Regions from separate parts of the Mus musculus genome. Here region 2 is linked to region 1. The links are chromatin contacts, called in public Hi-C maps. All regions are on one chromosome and are shown on one strand. The core of a region is the stretch at or near the end of the contact, and the rest is flanking DNA. Distances in the headings are between cores, read along the strand shown.

The links. A called contact is a pair of places that touch in the nucleus more often than the background predicts.
Region 2: a contact with region 1 is called in a Hi-C map of the N1E-115 cell line, with 10 times the contacts expected there. The contact joins two enhancer-like sites. A contact is called at or near these places in 4 of 484 Hi-C or Micro-C datasets (the HL-1 cell line, the N1E-115 cell line and liver) and 1 of 115 datasets of contacts at active chromatin or transcription factors (fibro-adipogenic progenitors).

Annotation. Positions count from the first base shown.
Region 1 is chrX:11,895,973-11,900,725 of GRCm38.p6, reverse strand. No RefSeq gene overlaps it. Among named protein-coding and RNA genes, the nearest start is that of Gm52427, 3.1 kb to the right of the region's middle. Within about 2 kb of position 2,190, at least 9 of the 459 cell types and tissues checked have an H3K27ac peak or open chromatin away from gene starts, as enhancers often do. A contact at or near this core is called in the N1E-115 cell line, where this site is marked.
Region 2 is chrX:12,249,695-12,254,447 of GRCm38.p6, reverse strand. No RefSeq gene overlaps it. Among named protein-coding and RNA genes, the nearest start is that of Gm14635, 100 kb to the left of the region's middle. Within about 2 kb of position 2,122, at least 125 of the 459 cell types and tissues checked have an H3K27ac peak or open chromatin away from gene starts, as enhancers often do. A contact at or near this core is called in the N1E-115 cell line, where this site is marked.

The DNA of each region.
Region 1 (4,753 bases), core at 941-3,440:
CCAAAGACATTTTGGCATTGGCAAGCAAAAGGCATGTCATTGCTTTAAACCATTAAGTTTTGGGTTATCTGCGATACACCAGTAGGCAACTGGAACTGGAGGCTTGAAAGGAAATGTGTGATGTTTGATTTCATAACCGTAGATACATTACCCAGAATATGCAAAGAAAGGGAGGTCAACTTTGACCTTCGTGAGCCTGTGTGCCTACTACATGTGTGAGAGGTGGAAGCAGGTTTTTGCCAAAGTATCACGGAAGAATGAGGCTGGAAGCAAATACAGAGAGTAAGAATTGATGACTCATGCCTGTAACCCTAGTACTCAGGGGGCTGAGGCAGGAGGATGGCTGGTAGTTTGAGCAGCCTAGATTGCAGAACAAGATCCTGTGTTACCCCTACAAACAAGAAAGGGTGGGGGGAGGGCAAGGCCCAGATTGAAGTGACAGAGGCCCGTGTCCCTCAGTGGAGGGGGTGTAGCTGGGAAGTAGTAAGGTGGGAGGACTGAATCAAGGGAGGGGGCTGGCTTCTGTCTGTCTGCCTGCTGCAACTCAGCACAGGATCCAGCTCTCAGTGCAAGATCCAGCTCTCCTTTACACATTATTTTTCCCTAATTGCATGTGAGGCTGGTGGCTGCCAGCCAGCCAGGGCCCTCAATCACATTAGGGAGCCATCTACAAATCTCCCTGCAGGGGGTGGCGGCTGTGGGATGCTTTCCTGTAGGGAGAGAACTCAGGCTCAGTGGTTGCTGAGAGGTGGGTGTGGGTAGAGCTTTCTCTCTCCTTCACTCTAAGGCGCCTGCCCCTCCCCTCTCAAATTCAGGATTTTTTGGACATCACCTAACTGGTCCTTCAGTAGTAGGGTTGAGGAGCCCCGGACCACCATCCCCCGCCCCCAGCCTTGGACCATTCCTGTGGCAGGCAGTGGTGAGTGTTGCCTTGCATAAGGTTCAGGAGTGCTGGACTGAGCGAGGTGAAGCCAGGGTGAAGAGTCTGGAAGAGATGCTCTGGGAACTGACTTTTCTCTTGCTGAGAAGCACAGCCCTTTTCATAAGCCTTTCCTAAAGGTCCCACCCTCCTAACTGCCACCCCAGATTCCAGTTAAATAAAAGAGCATTGGGTGGGTGGGGGTGGCTATGGAAATGGCACCCCATTGGCCACAGGTGAGTATCTGCTCTGTGTGGTTCTTGGGTGAGGACCCCCACCCACACCCTTGGGCTTCTTTGTTTTTCCCAGCAGCCTGAGAAGAAAGAAGTTGCTCTCTCCATTTTACTTGGTAAGGAAACTGTGGTTTAGAAAGGGCACAAGATTTGCCCAAGGCTATTGGTGAGGTCTGTGCGTCTACTAGACCAGGGCTTTATGCTTCCCAGTGTGGATGCAGCTGCGAACACTAAGAGCTGTCTGTCTCTCAGTCCTTTTGTCTGGTCTAGTGGGTAAGAACATAGAACTCTGGAGTCCAGCCACTTGGCACACATCACTCTTCCACCTGTGTGACCTTGGGGGAAATTGCTCAATCTCTCTGGGCTCTCAGTCCCTCTTGATCTCAAAAATGGGGCTGGCGCTAGCACCTACCTGAGAGCGCTGCTGACACCGCAGTGAATTAATGCATCGTAGGTGAGGCAGGTGCTCCAGTATTCTCTTCTGTTACTAAGCCTAGCCAGGCACTTAGCCTCCATATTTAATTGCATGATGGGTGGTCCTGATAATACTATCTACATCTCTGGTTAGACTGTGAACTCGTAAGAGGCAGGAGCCTGAAAAACTTGTAGCTGCCTCCTAGTGACCCTGCAGCTGCCCCTGCCCCTTACCCTGTTGTTATTCCTCATTGGTTGGTCTGGTCTCTGTGACTGTGGATTGACAAAGAAAGGAATTAAAACTGGGGTTACTTTGTGGCTGGGGGGTGAAGCACTTGCCTAGCAGCCGTGAGGCCCTGGGTTCAATCTCCAGCACCACCAACAAGCAAGCAGAGAACAGAGCCGTTGGCTTCTGCTCTTGGACTTTGGAAATTAGGGAAGAGGTAGTCAGGCAAAAGAGGGGGGGGGCATGAAGGGCTAGGCTGTTGGTCAGGGGCCCCCCAAGGAGCCAGGAAACCTTGTCCGCTACAGGCAGCCTGGGTAAACCCTGGACCCTGTGGCCTCCAGTGGTTCCCAGAACCCTGACAAATTGTCCTTGTCTTCCGGGACTCTTGGTTCTGGGCACCTTGTCCTGTCCTGTCCCCTGCAGCTCTCCACACAGTGCTTGGCAAGAACGGCCCAGACACACTGGAGAAAAGCTGGCAGCGTGGAACAGCATGCTAATGTGGAGCGTCCGTCCCTCGTCTTAACTCAGGCCTCAGTTCAGCCGGCTACCTCCAAGTCTGTCAGCAGACTTGTAGAAAGGCCCAGTGGAGGGCCTGTGGAGAAGAATTGGGGGGGGGGGGGTTTCCAATCAAGCCTCTCAGGCCACTGACAGGGACGGAACATTCCTCACCATGGCTGGGGGAAGAGGACAGGACTAAGCTGGGGAAGGGCCCCAACTACACATATCCTAAGGAATAAAGGGACTGCTTGTGGCTTCTCTGTTGTGTGTGAGGTGGGAAGGGCAGCCTCAAGGTCTGATAGTACAGGGCCCAACTGCACAGAATACACAGGGATACCCTCTGCTTGCTGCCAAATGTGTCCACCCCTGGGGAGTGGTGCTTAGCTGGCCAGCCTTGCTTTCTTCTTGGTGCTCCAAGGTGATTCTTGTTTTGCCTGGTGACTTTTCGACTCTTCATCATCTCCCCCCCCCACCCCCGTTCCCAGGCTTAAAGACCTAAAAGGTCACCTTGCCCAGCTCCCTGCATTTCTCAAATCTTCCCACTACACAGCCATGGGAAACTCTCAAAAACACACTTGGATCTCAAAAACCTTCCACAGCTCCTCACTGCCCTCTGGAGAATGTTTGAACCCCTTAGGTGAGCCTCCCTGGGCCAGGCTTAGGTGATGGGGTCCTGTGATTGTTTACTCTTATCTCTATGCTCACCCCACATTCCACATGGTGGTAGCCTGAGCTCTCTATTGCGCTACAGAGTACACTAAAGGGTGCCCCCTCATCAGACTGGAGGCTCTTGGAGGGCAAGGGTGAGCAAATCTTTGCTGGTTTTGCTTTATTTAGTACAGCCTCATGTCAGTAGGATGGCTAGGGAAGTGGAGCGTGGTGTGGGAATCTCACACCTGTAATCTATAGAGTGTGTGCTTTCGGGAGAGGCCAGTGAGCCAGTGTGGAGAGAAGCTTACAGGGGTGTGGGGGTGTGGGGGTGTGGGGGAGTTAATGGAGTGCAAATGGAGAGAGGGGGAGGGGGATGGAGAGGGAGGGGGAGAGAGAGAGAGAGAGAGAGAGAGAGAGAGAGAGAGAGAGAGAGAGGTGTCAGGGACAGAAAAAGATAGAAAGATGGAAGGGATCAGAGAGAGGGACACACACATACACAGAGAGAGAGGGAGGGAGTGGGAGTGGGAGTGGGAGAGGGAGAGGGAGAGGGAGAGGGAGAGGGAGAGGGAGAGGGAGAGGGAGAGGGAGAGGGAGAGGGAGAGGGAGAGGGAGAGGGAGAGGGAGCCAGAGCTTTGTATCCCCTGGCTGCCCTAGGCTCTCTGGACAGCATGATATGTCAGTGCCCCCAGGCTTTTCCCCCAGGGCTCATGAGGTCACAGATTAGAGTTGGAATTTCCAGGCTGTATCCTCTGTGCGGTACTTCTGGCAAGCTTCCCCCAATGGCAGGGGACTTCTTGGGGACACCTGCCTGATGGAGTGTGGAACAATTGCCCCCTTACCATGAGCATTTCTATACAGATTTGCTCTCTGGCTCCACAGCTCCTCATGGGTGGTGGCCCTCTTCCTAAGTCCCTCCCATAGCACCTTAGAGGAATATGAGGGCCTGGGAGACCCAATGGGGCTCTGAAGTGAGTCACTGAGAAAGAAGGTATGTCTTCAACTTCTTTTCCTTTGGGAGGAGAGCTAAGTCCAGGTGGGGTGTCCAGCGACCTCAATATCTGTTCAAATGCAAGTCTCACCCAAGGGCCAGAAAGTGGGCAGGAGGTTCCTTTGTCCTACCTGCCCTGGAGAGATCTGCCCAAGCTCTTCCACATGTGTCGCTAAACCCTCGCTCTCATTAGAATTGTTCAGAGTGGCTTCAGTGGCCTTGGACATGGTGGCTCAACTCATAGAAAGGGGACAGTACTAGGCTTTGGTGACCGCTGTTCTAGTCCCAGCTTTGCCATCAGATGGCTTTGAATAAGATGCTCATTTTCTTGGACTCTCCATTTTTAATCAGTGAGACTGGGGCAAAGCCTGACAGTTCGCTCCTTTACTAACTTGTTGTTGGGAAGAACCTAAGATACAGGACAGTTCCAGCCCTAGTACCTGGTGCTGTCCTTCTGGAACTTCCCAGTGGCCCTTAGTGAGCCATGCCAAGTGACCACACACTGACAGCTGGAAACGGGAGCAGCAGTTAGCTTCCTCGGGCCAAGATTACAAGGCTTCCTTTGGAGTCTCCTGGCGATGATGCTATTCTCGCTTCTTTCTATTTAGGGTGGCCACCTTGGTTCAAGACTGCATCATTACTAAGTAGTCCAAGGCCAGCATCTATATGTCTGTCTGTTCCAGCCTCACATAGCCTTCTCTCTAGATAAGCAGTTCCTAAGTATTGGGTCACAGCCTCTTTGAGGGAGGACAGGGGGCGAACAACCCTTCACAGTGATCACCTAAGACCACTGGAAAACAGATCTTTACATTACTATTCCTAAC
Region 2 (4,753 bases), core at 873-3,372, 350 kb before region 1:
ACAAAAATATGAATAAATAATAAAAAAACACTTTATTTTTCCAACCCCCCCCCAAAATCTAGAAAGTGACATATTGTACATTTCATAAACCTCTTTGGTGTCTGGAGTATTTATTTATTTCTATTGCTGTACCGAGGATGAGCCCAGGCTTTGGTTTTGTTACTTTCAGTCACTAAATGTTGGTATAATTTATAGCATAACAATGGGTAATTAAGGTGTATAGTAACCTTCTGGCATCAGTCTAGATTCCAGCTCCTGAACGTTTCCCTTTTTTTTTTTTTTTTTTTTTTTGGTTTTTCGAGACAGGGTTTCTCTGTGTAGCCCTGGCTGTCCTGGAACTCACTCTGTAGACCAGGCTGGCCTCGAACTCATAAATCTGCCTGCCTCTGCCTCCCGAGTGCTGGGATTAAAGGCGTGTGACACCATGGCCCGGCTCCATTTCCCTTCTTAATTCTAAAAATTGCATTTATGGGAGCTGGAGAGATGGCTGTCTGCTCTTCCAGAGGACCCAGGGTTCAAGTCACAACACCCACATGGCAGCTTACAACTATCTGTAATTCCATTCCCAAGGGATGGAACACCCTCTGGTCACCTCATACGCAGGCAAAACACCCATGCATATAATGTAAATGACATATAAATGTTATATGTATGTTTGTGCTCACGTGCCCCGGCAGTCAGGAGATAACCTGTGGAAGATGATTTTCCCCCTCCACCATGGGAGTCCCGTGCGTGGAAAGAACTCAGGTCCTCAGACTCGGTGGTGGCAAGCATCTTTCCTCTTTCTTTCTTTCTTTCTTTCTTTCTTTCTCTCTCTCTCTCTCTCTCTCTTCTTGACAGCTGCTGGAGCATCCACTAAGTTGGGGTACTGACATGTCGCCTTAGATTAATGAAAACCCAGCCTCCCCTAGGTTTGTAATCACAAAAGCCTTTTCAGAGGTCCTGGATCTCAGGGCCCTGATTATCAGAGGGATCCTGGAACCACACTGTGGGCACTACTGACCTAGATAACCAGGACACACAGCCTTCCCTCCAAGAATCTAGCTCTAGATCCTCCCCCACTTCTATTTTCCTGTTTGAGATCTTTGTTATTTGTTTAATGATTGGATTGTGACTGATGCCACCCAGGAGGCATTGTCCCCAGTTAGAAGGCATGATGAACAAGTCCCCAATCTTGCCTGTGTGGTCTCCAAGATATTAAACAAAAGGGGGAGGGTGCCCACCTTGAAGATCTATGGTGAAAGCTGAGCTCTCTTTGGGGTGAGGAGGCTGGAGGACCTTGTTCTATCAAGGAGAGATTCTGGTGTTCCTGTCAAGTCTGTGAGGAATATTCGGGGATTTCCCCCTCTCTGTCCCTTTCCTGCACCACCAACCACCTCTCTCCCCACCCCTCCTGTGTCACCTCCACACTGCCCTCCACCCCCACCCCCACTCCCCGTGGAAAGTTTACACTGTTTTCAGCCAGGAGAATTGTCCCTGACTAGTTCGTCAGAGAAACGCACGCAGCTGTAGCAAAGACTAAAAATAGTCTCCTCCGTGACCAGTGTCTTCCCACGTCCTTTTCTCCACGCTTGCCTCCTTCTCAGTCCCCACCTTCAGCGGAGGCAGGAAGGTCCTGGGAGGGTGTGAGCCCGCTGGGACCTGCCAGACTCCCTAGTCTCCCCTCCCAAGCAGCACGAGTGTCCGATTCTATTTTGCAGTGACCTCCGCCTTGCCACGCCCAATTCCAGAGAACCCGTATCTCCTCAGCGGGTGGAAGGCTAGCCCGCTTGGGCTGCAGATTTTTCCGGCACTTTAAAGGTTAAACGGGAAGCCTGGGGTGGGAGGAAGAGCCGTCCGGTGCTATGCGCGCAGGCTCCAGGCGGTGTCCCCAGCGTCGCTCTTTCTCCTTGAGGCCAAAGATGGAATCCGAATGCGAAGGTTCGTCTTTCCAGTTAGCTGTGTTGAGCCACCCAGCCAGCAGCGGCTCAGCTCGCCAGAGCCAAAGCGTTGTCTCGCTTGCCTTCCGGGAGGTGGCTTTTTTTTTTTTTTTTTTTTTTCTCAAGCGCGACCTGGGAGTTCGATGTGTGGCCAGGACCTGCCTGGCCTCTCTTTGCCCTGGTATCCTGGGACATGCGCCTGACAAGACCCGCCACCTCCTGCATTTCAGGGGTAGCTTGTGGTGTCCAGTGACCTTTGCCACTGTGTACTGCTGCAGTTTCGAAACAGCAAAAAAAAAAAAAAAAAAAAAAAAAAAAAAAGGAACTTTGCCAAACCACACAAAACTTCAAACCGCACCAGCTCCAACTGGGCACGCCCGGAGAAAGCTGCCTTTATCTGCCCCCTCTCTCCTCCTCTGGTCTCACAGTTGACTGGGGCTGGTGAAAGCCACTGGAACACTTTATCCCTCCCACTCATCTTCCAGCCCCGCGAAGATCCTGGATTGTTCTGGAAGCCAAGCCCAATCCGGCTTCCACCCAGCTGGGGGATCTGAGAGCCACCTGCCAGGCCCGTCACTTCACAATGAGTTTCCATTGTGTGGAAGAAAGCTGGGTGGATTCGAGCCAGCCGAGAGGGAGAAGAGTTGAAAGGTTTGGGTCCAAGAGAGTAGTGAAGGGGAGAGTTGAAAGATTTGAGCCTTGAGGGGAAGGAGCAATCTGTCCAGAGCTTGGTGGGGCTCGAAGACTCCACACAGCTCTGTTTTTCTCTGACCCTAAAGACTTTCTGCTCCTCCCTCAGTGGCTAGCAGAGCCCCCAGAGCCCCTGGGCTGAGACTGCGGCTCCAAACCTACCATTGGGTTTTGAAATCCACCACACACACACACACACACACACACACACACACACACAACCCCCGGGTAATTCCGGGACAAAATTGCCTTTCTTTCCAGGTTTTTCTCTGGAAACTTTGGTTTAGTTCCCTTAAGACCAGAGTCTCAAGTAGCCCAGCCTAGCCTCAAATATGGCTACTATTCAGATTACAGGCAAAATACCACAGGCTAGCTTCTCTGAAAACTCTTAAATGCCCATCCCACAGCAGTGAGCATGTTCGTCATTCCCCAGAGAAAGAGATCTGTCTTCAGGTCGATCTTCAAACTTGCTGGCAGAGGGACAGAAGAGAAGGCTTCACAAATATAACCAATTAATAGGGAGGTAGTAATCCTAGTGTCCATGGTGGGCACGGGGCTGGGAGTGGCCTTTGGCAGCTGACTTTCTCTCTTCCCAGGTGTTTGTGGCACCTCTGTGGTGCCAGTCATCACTCTGCAAAGAGGTGGGATTCTCGCTCCCAAACAAGCAAACACCAGTTCAGCCTTGAGGACGCAGATGACCCACAGGAATAATCGGAAGTCTCTCAGGCTGCTTTCTGCCCCAGTAACTCTATGTAAAACTAGGACTAGGAGCTGGTAAAATGTGAGGTGGCTTCCACTCACAGCTAGTCCTGGGTGCAAACGGACATACCCTTTCTTGGAAACTGCCAGCAGTCTGCAAGGGCCTTATAAACAGTGTACTAGGCAGCGCCCACTAGCCCACAGCATTCCATCAACACCCGGCCCACAAGCGTGGAGTGTCATCAACTCCCGCAGCTAGAATCCAATTGCAGGGAACAGAGAATGTTTCCAGCTATTTTAAGCAAGAATAGGAAATTACTCCAGGAAATTAGGTGCTCACAAAATTCCTGGAAGGCCCGAGAGGAACAGTCTCTGAACTCACAAGACACTACCATTGAATTGGTCCCCAAGATTGCCGCCCTCTCTGCCACTAGCAGGAAAGTGAGAAGCAGGGGAGTTGGGGGGTGGGGTGGGGGCGGGAGCTGCACTGATTGCAGATTGCAGCTGAGATCTAATGATTAGGATCCCATGCCACCACGGCCTTTCTCAAGAGCCACAAGAGCCTGTGCCTCTACCCACAAGAATCAGCGGCTGAGCAATTGCCAAAATATTGTCACACATAACCCCACATACCCTCCCCCTACCCCCAACCACACAGTGTGTCCAGCGACTGCAGCCAGAGCCGAAGACAGTCTGCTTCATGCCTTCCTTCCAAACCTCACACAAATGTATCTAATTGTCAAAATTGAATTCTCATCCGCAGCCCCAGCTGCAAAGGTGTCTGGGAGATGTAGTTTTTAGATTTCCATCCTTCGGAGTAAGAAGGCTTCATAGCACAGGGTTAGAAAGGAGGTGGAGGACCTGATACCACACCTCCATTTTACAGCTAAGGAAGCTGAGGTCCCAAGGAGTTAAGGAATGCACCAGGGTCACATGGCTGGTGAACAGGGTCTTTCAGTTTCTACACTACAAACCCCATACTCTTGTGCATTACACACACCCAGCGGCTTCAGTGCACTTGGAGCTTTCGCAATCTTGGAGCATGTCTTTGCCCAAGAACTCAGAGCAGAGTAGAGGCCACCACACTACACGTGCCACAGGCTCAGAGGCTGGATGGTAGGCAGTGAAATACAACTGAGACCCAAAGACCAGAAGCAGCTCATGTAAGGTTGCTAGGAGAAGGGATTGAAAAAGGAAACGCAAGGTTTCTAATTGTAGCTATTCTCCTTTGCCCCAGGAGTAGTTGGACAGCCAACCACCATTCAGGCCCTGCTGCCACATTCACAGAACCCTCCTTATTTGTTGCCCATCAGAGTTAAAACTACCAGACAGCTACTCTTCCAGTTGTCTTCGGCTTAGGGTCAACTGATCAGATACCTCCATCTAAGACCTGGAAGTCAGGGGGGCCGCTGACACAGAGGCGTGAGGAACACAGAGATCCATTG